2 separate regions of the Mus musculus genome follow, and region 2 is linked to region 1. A link is a contact called in public promoter capture Hi-C data. All regions are on one chromosome and are shown on one strand. Each heading gives the region's core, a stretch centred on a gene start, on an enhancer-like site or on the middle of the called end of the contact. The rest is flanking DNA. Distances are from core to core; before and after follow the strand shown. Region 1 holds the start of Ebf4 (early B cell factor 4). Region 2 holds the start of Snrpb (small nuclear ribonucleoprotein B).

What was found. Capture Hi-C pulls out chosen DNA fragments and counts their contacts.
Region 2: a promoter capture Hi-C map of adipose tissue shows a contact between it and region 1. The contact joins the promoter of Snrpb here to the promoter of Ebf4 in region 1. A contact is called at or near these places in 5 of 39 promoter capture datasets (cranial neural crest, embryonic stem cells, erythroid cells and 2 more), 13 of 484 Hi-C or Micro-C datasets (CD4 T cells, LSK cells, embryonic stem cells and 6 more), 9 of 115 datasets of contacts at active chromatin or transcription factors (the 230-238 cell line, embryonic stem cells, epiblast stem cells and 3 more) and 4 of 9 other capture datasets (adipose tissue, embryonic stem cells, liver and 1 more).

What each region holds. Positions count from the first base shown.
Region 1 is chr2:130,293,484-130,298,044 of GRCm38.p6, forward strand. Ebf4 (early B cell factor 4) reads left to right here and starts at 2,456. Exons shown (of 17, transcript NM_001110513.1): 1 at 2,456-2,666. The coding sequence starts at 2,530.
Region 2 is chr2:130,177,116-130,181,676 of GRCm38.p6, forward strand. It overlaps Snrpb (small nuclear ribonucleoprotein B), which reads right to left and starts at 2,249. Exons shown (of 7, transcript NM_009225.2): 1 at 2,119-2,249; 2 at 1-51. The coding sequence starts at 2,121.

The DNA.
Region 1 (4,561 bases), core at 1,206-3,705:
CCCCGGTTGATGGGCAGCACAGACAGAAGACAGAAGCCCAAGCTAGAATGTGGTCTTCTCAAACACAGCCTCACAGACTGTGGGGAACACATGGATTCTTGAATAACAATGAGGGGGCGGGGTATACACAGCAGCCTAGCATCCTCATAGGGTGGGAGGAGATAGGGATCACACTTCTTGTCTGTGGAGGGCCAGAAGCCCCAAGAGGACCACGGAGTCAAAGCAGAAGCAACAGTTTCAGAACAGGGAGGAGTCAGACTGTGAGTCTCCAGGAGCAGCCAGCCGAGCCTGGCAAAGCAGCCTTGGTGGCTACTCCTGTGAACTGCTGCAGAAACAGGAGGGGCAGAGGTTGTAGGAGGTAGGGAGAAGGGGAAGGACTTTTAAGAATGGGAAGTCTTAGCCAGACGTAGTAGCTGGCATGCGTGATCCCAGCACTCCGGCTCTCTGATGCTGGCTCTGACGTGACAGGTCTGGGAGGGTCTTCGATTCCGAATTTGTCACAAGCTACCAATGTCAATGCTGCTGATCCAGGAGCCATACTATGAGGGGCAAGGTTTAGAGTCATCTAAAGGGATGTAGAGGCCAGTTGGAAAAGAATTCCTTTTGAGAAACCTGCTTTTGATTATTCTGTGAGTAAAGGCCAAGACCGTGAGAAGTCTGCGTGAGACTGGCAGTGCCCCTTCTTCCTCCTTCACAGGTGACAGGTGTTGAAAAACTGGGCAAAAAAGAGGGAGAGTAGAGACCCAGGAGGTCAGGAGAAGAGGCAGAGGAACTCTAGTGTCACTGGGGTCCTTTCTGTGGATCAGTGCTAGGCAGGATATTAAGGGCTGACGTGGAGCATCCCCCATCTCACCCCCAGGAAGGTGAAGATCTCAGAGTGCAAAGAGCAGCATGAACAAGGCCACCCAACCTTTTGCTGTTCTGCAGGAAACTGCTGGACTCAAACCAAGGTTTGCTGATAGCCCCAAGGTCGAAGGCCAGATGATTTCTGTGCAGATATAAAAGATGAACGGACTCAGAAAGAAGGCTGGAGAAAAGGAGGTGAGCTGGACTTAGGTTTAAGAGCCCAGCTCACCTGAGCCTTTCAGAAACGTCTACTTGCTTTCAGAAGCAAGAGATTTCTCAAAAACTCAGGTGGGAATGTAAACTTAAGTTTAGGTAATCCAGGGACAGGAACAAGAATGGGAGGTGCAGGACTCGGGTAGCTCAGCTTGCCTGGGGCCGCATCTTCACCACAAGGTGAGAGACCCTTAAGCGCTAAGGCGCGGAGGTTAAGCCGAGGTCAAGTGGCACCAAGGGTGCAGCGACTCCTAGAATCAAGCGTTGGCTGAGGAGAGGGCGGCGCATACTTAGGAGAAGAAGATGGGACCACAAAGATGCTGGAGCTTCGTCTGGTGGCGACGGGGAGGCCGTGGTGATTCCCCAGCGTGGTGTGGACGAGCTGCCCTGCTTAGGCCGGGCTTCCTCGCCGCGCAGCCCCCAGCCCATCCTTTCCCCATCTTCCCTGGCCTGGGCCAGCTTCCCGGCGCCCCTCCACCGAGGCCGTGGCCCCCAGCCCGGCTACGGACTCGTCAGGGTCCGCCCCGCCGCCGCGGCCCCAGCCCGGCCGCTCCTCCCCCGATGATGTCACGTCCCTGGCCGCCCCTCGGCCGGCCTCGCGCCCCGCCCCCGCCTCCCCTGGCCCCGAGTCCCCTGGGCCCACCCGCTTGCGACAGCCCTCCTCTTGCCCGTGCTCCCTCCCTACGGCTCCCGCTCCCCAGGGAGCGGCGGCGGCGGCGGGATGGCCAGGGCCCGCGGCCAGGCCCCGGGGAGCGGCGGGCGGCGGCGGCCGCGGCGGGGAGGCGCGGGGACCGGGCCCCGGGGGGACTCGGCCGGTCTGCTGCTGCTCCTGCTGCAGGTGCTGCCGCCCGGGGCAGCGGCAGGCCCGGGGCGCCGGGGCACTCGGGGGCCTGGCGGCGGCTGCGTCTGCTGGCCCGGCGCCGGCCCTGCTTTTCCACGGGACGCGCGTCTGCTGCTGTTGCTGCCGCCCCGGCCACCACCGTCGCCGCCGCCGACCTCCACGGCCGCAGCCTCCCCCTCTCGGATGGTAATCAGCGCCCCGCGCGGGCGCCGCGGGCGGGCGGGGGAGAGACCCGGGTGGGGGGAGGGCGGGCACCTCGCGGGGCGCTCGCCCCCCCCTCCGACGACCGCCGCGCTGGGCAGCCGCCAGAGCGCGCCTCTGGGGCGCCTCCGTGCGGAGCCGGTGCGGGCTCCGCTCTCAGTCTGTTCACTGGCTCTCAGGCCGCGGGGGAATCCCTCCATCTCCCCGCCCCGCGCCCCGGGAGGGGAGGGGACAGCGCCGGCGCCCGGGGACCCGTTTTCTCTGAGAAAGCACCCGCGAGGCGAGCGGCACTGAGGCGCCGGGACTCCGTGCAGCGCTGCGCTCCTGGAGGCTCCTGGTGCCGTCGGGTCGGGCTGAGCTGAGACGCCCACAGCCTCGGCGGGACGGGATCCCTGGCAGTTGGGGGCGCCCACGAACTGCGGGTCCTTATGTTCCCCGCACAGGACGCTCTGCCCCGCGGTGGGCTCCATCTGAAAGAGGAGCCGCTGCTGCCCTCCAGCCTGGGCTCGGTGCGCTCCTGGATGCAGAGCGCGGGCATCCTGGACTCCAACACCGCGGCGCAGAGGTAAGCGCTCCACCCGAACTAGCACGCTGGTTGGACCGCTTAGTGTCGCCTTCGTCCTGCACGCCTAGCTACTGGAGCGAGGGGTGGAGGGAGTCCTAACTCTTGACTGTCCCGACGAAGTCTCCTGTTCACCCTGTGTGAGTTTGACTTCTTCCTGAGGATATGGGGCGGGTTGCTCACTAGGGTCCAGGGTTCTGGAGGTGGTGTCGCCTCCTCCCGCACACCTGGAGCCATGGCCCACAGTTACTAGTCATCTAGAGATGTACAGCCCCTTCTTCCTGTGCAGTCTCTACCGTTCCACTTGTCCAGTTCCGTGGCTACCCAACAAGAAAGGCAAGAAACTCTGTGGTGTACAGAACCAGAGATGTGGGTGGGGCTGAAGAGAGGCTTAGCCAGTGGGCAGTTAGCCTTGCTGAACTGATTGGGGCTGAGAATGAGGCTGGACTCCTCCGTCTGAGTGGTTTTGGTTAGAACCTGAAGGAGACTGGAAGCTCTTGGGAATTAGCAGAATCGGCTCTGGTTACTTTTCAGGGGGAGGCATAGGGGACTAGACAGGAGACTTCTGTAAGGAATGGACACCAGAATTTGGATGGGGACTTTGAAAGCTTGTTAACTCAGTCACGGCAGCAGCTGGAACCTGGTCTCTGTAACACTCCCTCTCATTATACAACATGGACTGGAGGTTATACGTCTGATCAGATGCTCACGGTGCCTCACGCTAAGTAGGTGTCCCTGCGGACATCCAGGACAGGGTAGGCACTGGCTCTTCAAGTTTTAAATAGCTTCTGTCCAGTATCTGAAGGGTGTCGAAGCAGACCAGGGCTGGCACATCACTCCCATCCACACACCCAGACTTGATCAGGTATCACTTGTGGTGCTTCCCAGCCTCACCCAGTACTAGACAGAGAGTGTTTTCTGGACGAAGGGGTGCAGTATTTTTGCACATCTGTCTTCAAAGAGAGAGTGCTGAGCTTTCTGTTGAATGATCTCTCCTGGACAGGAAAGGGTATTCCAGATGAGCCGATTCCAGTAAGTTAGAGTCTCTAGTTAGAACGGTCTAGCTAGAGACTATAGAAACACAATAACAGATGTTTTAACACTACTGTTCTCCATGTGTTGGTATATTTCCTTGCTCTCCGTGTGTTGGTGTATTTCCTTGCTCTCCGTGTGTTGGTATATTTATTTCCTTCCCATGCCCTTCCCCCACCCCCTTAAGGTTTGTCTTGTGCTAGCCTTAAAACTGTGTGTGCCTCCTTTTCTGTTGGTTATGGCTTTCCCGCTGAGGCGGTCGTGTGACGTTATAGCTGAGTGTATTAGACTGGAAGTTGCTGTTTCTTTCAGACTTTTCTCTCTACCTGCCCAGGGCTGCCAGATTAGATGAGGGGGAAGCAGGGGTGCCAGAGATGATATCCTGACAGTGGGTGAAGGGGCAAGAAATCTGGGCATGAGACTTTCAGCCTCAGCAATCCTAGTCACCGACAGTGTCTCTACACAGAGAAAGGTTCTCGAGTGGGGTCTATTCCGAGTCCCCAAGACCACATAACTGAACCCCAACGCCTTCTGAGGTTTGAACAGAACATTTTCCAGGCCTGAGCTTGCTTGTCCCCGAGTCTGGAAACTGTCATTCTAGGACACAGATTGAGAGTTTTCAAACCCGTGGGTGATTCTCTTCCCACTTCCAGAGGGGAGGCTACTCCTTGTTTTTGTCTCTTTCCACGTTGCTCGTCCTTTCTCCTGTGTGTATCTCCCCCCTCAGTCCTCTGCTCAGGTCTTCCCATCCCAAGTCATAACAAGAAACCTCCATCTCCCAGCCTCCCCTTCATCGTCCTTCCCTGCCTGGCTGACGCTCCTGCAGGGCTGCTGGGTGTGGATGATCTGCGCCTTCCTCACCTTCA
Region 2 (4,561 bases), core at 999-3,498, 120 kb before region 1:
CCTCATCCTGTAGTCAATGTGCTGCAGCATCTTGCTGCTCTTGCCCACCGTCTGTGAGGAGAACAGGCATCAGGGAGGCTCAGCTCTTCTGCACTCTCTCACTTCTGGCCCTCCCCCAAGTCTTCCACCAGACTAATCTCTCAACAATTTCCAACTGTCTTCCACACAGTCTTTACCTGAGACTCTTCCTATCGCCCAGCTTCAGCCTAGACTTCTGCCAGGTAACCTGCTAGTCTCCCTTCCCTTAAAAAAGTCATCTTCCTCAGACTATAGTGGCTTTGCTTATGTTGTGTCTGTCTCGGGGGACTGTAAGTGTCCACAAATTAACCAAATCCACCCATACTAAATGGCAGACTCAGAGCTATGAACATATAAATCCATCAAAACAACTAAGAACTGGAATTTGACTGGCACCAAAAACCCACTTAAGGAAAAGTGTATTACCAGAAAGTGAATCAAGTCTGAAGCAAGAATGGAGTCCTCAAACCAAGCACTGGTTAGCATGCCTCCAGGGCTTGGTGTAATAGGGTTAACTTTACTGGGCTAGTGTTAATTAGTTTGGATACTTAATACTGATATATAACTTGTTATCCTTAATTTTTAATTAAGGCAACAACAGTTTCTATCCTGGCTTCCAATATAGCTTTGCAAAAATAAAGGGGGAGCCTCTACACATCCCAAGGTAAACAGAAGTACCTGTCTCTCTCAGAAACATGCCCCCCCACCCGCATCTAACTGGCGTTATGCCACCCCCAACCACCCAAGTATCATCTCTGCCAGGAACTGCAAGTGCTGTTCACTCCCGTAAGCATTACCCCATCCTAACCTAAAGATCCAGATTGTGTTTTCTGCTTAATCCCCTTACATAACTGTTCACGGGGATCAGCATACATCGGTCCCTTTGCCTAGTAACAGCTAATATACCTTATTGGATACTCCCTGTATATCCAGGCCCTTGAAAGGGATTGTGTATTTCATTTGATCCTCAAAATTGGACCCAGTGTCATTCATTTTTACTGGTAAAATAGGCTACTCCGGCTGAAGATTATGTAAGGACTTGCCTCAGTCAACTCTTGGAAAAAAAGAAAAAAGAAAAGCAATATCCTGTTTGAGCACCTCGGGTTTCTTCAGCCACGCAACTAGAGTAATCTTTTGGAGAGATTCGAGGTATTTATTACATGTGGTCTGTAGCCAAAACTAAATAAAATTAGGATTTTGAGTACAGAAATTATAACAAACTGAGATTTCAAGCAAAGACCACTTTCCCTGGCTGACCTTTAAGAACTTAAGTTCATTAAGCCTGGGAAAAATCTTGCAGCGATCGTTCACTACCAACAGGATAAAGCAAGACTGGGCCTTCAGCAACCAGACTCCTGGAAAGTTCGTGCCATCGACTGCTTTGCTCTCTCAGTTTTCCAGATTGCTAACCCTCCCTCCCATGGGGGAGCCGGGTGCCCCGAAACAATCATTTGGGAGTCACCTCCTGGAGAAAACGTTCTCGTTCCTCCCACTGCCGTTACTTTTGCCTAACGCTGAGCTACCACTGCGATATTAGTTATATTGTAGCTATATTAGGACTGCCTGGCCAGAAACTGGCCCAAGTGAAGACAGAACTTACTTTAGGGTGCAGCCCCGGCGCCCGACACAGCCCAACATCAAAATACGAGAAGCAAGGTCGCGCGCGCTCTGCTGGCAAACCCTCTCCTCCAGCCTCCCGCTCCCTCCGCTGCTCGACTCCGGTTTCGGGCCGTGACCTCCGCTACTCCTCCGCCTCGCCCGGCGCTGCCCGGTCGGCCCGAGGCCTGCGCCAGCTCCAAAAGCCCGGGCACACACTGACGCCCAAGTTTAAAGCTACGGAGGCCGCGGGGCCGAAACCGCCGTGGCTCCGGGACACGACGTTTGACGGCCGCGCATCGGCCTCTGTACCCCGGTCGGCCTTCCCCTCTACCCGGTCGCAGCCTCACGGCAAGTCCAGGCCTTTGGCGCTGGGATGAAGCGGCTTCCACCCCGACCTCCTCCGCCACGGGCGGCTCGGCTCGGCTCCAGCCCACGGACGCCGCCAGCTACCGCCCCGTTCCGCACCCCCGAGCGCCCTACAGCCAGCCCGCGCCTTCTCACCATGGTGGCGGCTCGGATGGCTCAGATTCCCGCCGGATTCTCTGCCACAGAGGCCTAGTCGCCAGCCAGCCAGCCGCTGGATTCCCGCCGCCGCCGCTAACGGAAATGCTGCCTGCAAAATGCCGCCGCTAGTGAAGCTACTTCCGGTCCGGCCTCGGACCTGGAGTTCCGGTCTCTGGAACGCAATTAGGGGGCGGAGCATTAGCATCAGCTGACGGATTGTGTGGTGGTTTTGTTTTGTTTTGTTTTGTTTTGGGTGGATTTTTCCCCCCCTTTGTTGATTTTATTGGAGTTTTCCTCCTCGTTTTGTTTTGCTTTAGACCGGGTCTCACTGGGTCTTGAGCTTCGGATCCTCCTACCCACCGCGTTCTTAGTACCAGATGCTGGCGTACACCATACTTGGGCGGCAAACATCCTTGGAGGACAGACACCTCCCCAGCTAAAGTCTCCGCTGGAGTGCTTGGTTTACACGCCGATGTCCCAGACCCCACTCCCATCCAGTTCTCACCCAGCGCTCTTGTGAACTCACTCTAGGAAGCCACTTCTCTAGCTTCTCTCTATGTTCTTCCCTCTTTGCATTTGCTTTTGTCTCACCAGGAGCGCTAGACTCGCAGGTATATGCACACCCTCATGCCCTTACCTCCAGGATTTAAACAGAAATGACAGTCCTGGTGAGGACTTTCCTGACCATTCTTTCTAGGAAAAAAAAAAAAAAATGCAACTTTCTCAGGCTCTTCGCGCTTCCTTTTTGCTTGTTTTCAAATATTGATTGCTATCTGACATACTAAACCGTAGTCCCCTTATTATTGGAAGGGCATGCCTTCCCAGACTCGGAGTAACTCCCCAAGTCACAATATGCTAATTTTTTTTCTACATAAGCACGCTTACGATATGCATATCCTTTTCACTTAACGCAAGTGTATTTTGGCACCCTTGAATTGACTTTAAAAACCGGGATTTAAGCAAGACAAATTTTGGGTCGAAGTTTGGATTGATGTCCCCTTCCCGCCTCTCGGAGTCCGGCCTGGCTACAGGAGGTGGCTACTTCAGTCTCTATATCCCCCTCTGGTAGGAATCTCAGCTAGAGTCACCTCCATAGGTATCCTCCCCAGCCCCAGGCTCCAGCTAGCCACCAGAGAAAAACCCCAACTCCTCCCCACCACATCACACCCCCACCCCCACCCATTCCCTTCCTCACCCCTTCCTCCCCTACCCAGTTCCCTCTGTCCATCCACCTCCAATGACTATTTAGTTTCCCATCTGAATGAGATTGGAATCCCCCTTGGGACCAACAGTGGTATGGGATGGAGGCAATGGTGGGGGCGGGGGGGGGGATTTGTAAGGGCGGGATTTGGGAATAGAAGAGGGAGCAAGGGCTATGATCCAGATATAAAGTGAATAAAAGAAAATTATTGAAAAAACAAAACAACAAAAACAAAAACGGGATTTAGTCAGGCAGTGGTGGCCTTTAACACCAGCACTCAGGAGGCAGAGACAGGCTGATCACTGTGAGTTCGAGGCCAGCCTGCTCTACAGAGCTAGTTCCAGGACAGCCAGAGCTACACAGAGAAAACCTATCTTGAAAAACAAAAACAAAACGAAACGAAAACAAAAAGATAACAGGAACTACCTGAACACCAGTGCTGCAGTGTAGGCCCGCCAGTGCAGTGAGATCCTATGAGTACTGAGTGGGTAGCACACACAGCGTGGACACCTGCATGGACACCTTCCCCAAGGGCTGATCTCTGGTTAAGGCCAAGACATAGCATTCTTCCTGCTACTCAAAACAGTGCATGACACAGAACATTAGTTGCTTATTTCTGGAATTTTCATTTAGTATTTTCAAACTGATAGACCAAAGGTACCTGAAACTTGGATAAGAGAGTACTGTATATATTTTTAAGTTATTTTATTGCCCCACTAGCATGTAAGCTCCGATACATTATGGATTTTTCTTTGTAAACTGTTTATTATTTAGAATACTGCTTAGCATAAAGGGCTTAGTAAGTGTTTGTTTAATGAATTAATGAATTAATCTCATTTGGCTCCATTACTCTTTAATCCTTGCCTATATGCCTAGAACTTTCTAATTTATTCCTCTGACCTTGGTTTTTTGTTTTTGTTTTTTTTCTAACTTTTGGTCTTTTATATAAAATCACTTGCTTAATAGCTGCCCAGCAGATAGGCTAAATTTAACATGTTGAAAACTGAATTCTTGGCCTTATTACTCCTCCCTTCCCATCTCAGAAGTTTTGTCAAGTTACGAAAACAAGGAATGGTGCTAAGACTTTGGTACATTGGGTAGATTGTGTAGAACACGCAAAGCCCTGGGTTCGATCCCCAGCACTGTATAAACTGGGCCTGGTAAGCTATGCCTACCATCCTAGCACTCAGACAGTGAGATGGGTACACAAGGAGTTGGAAACCAGGCTGGGCTCCTCAG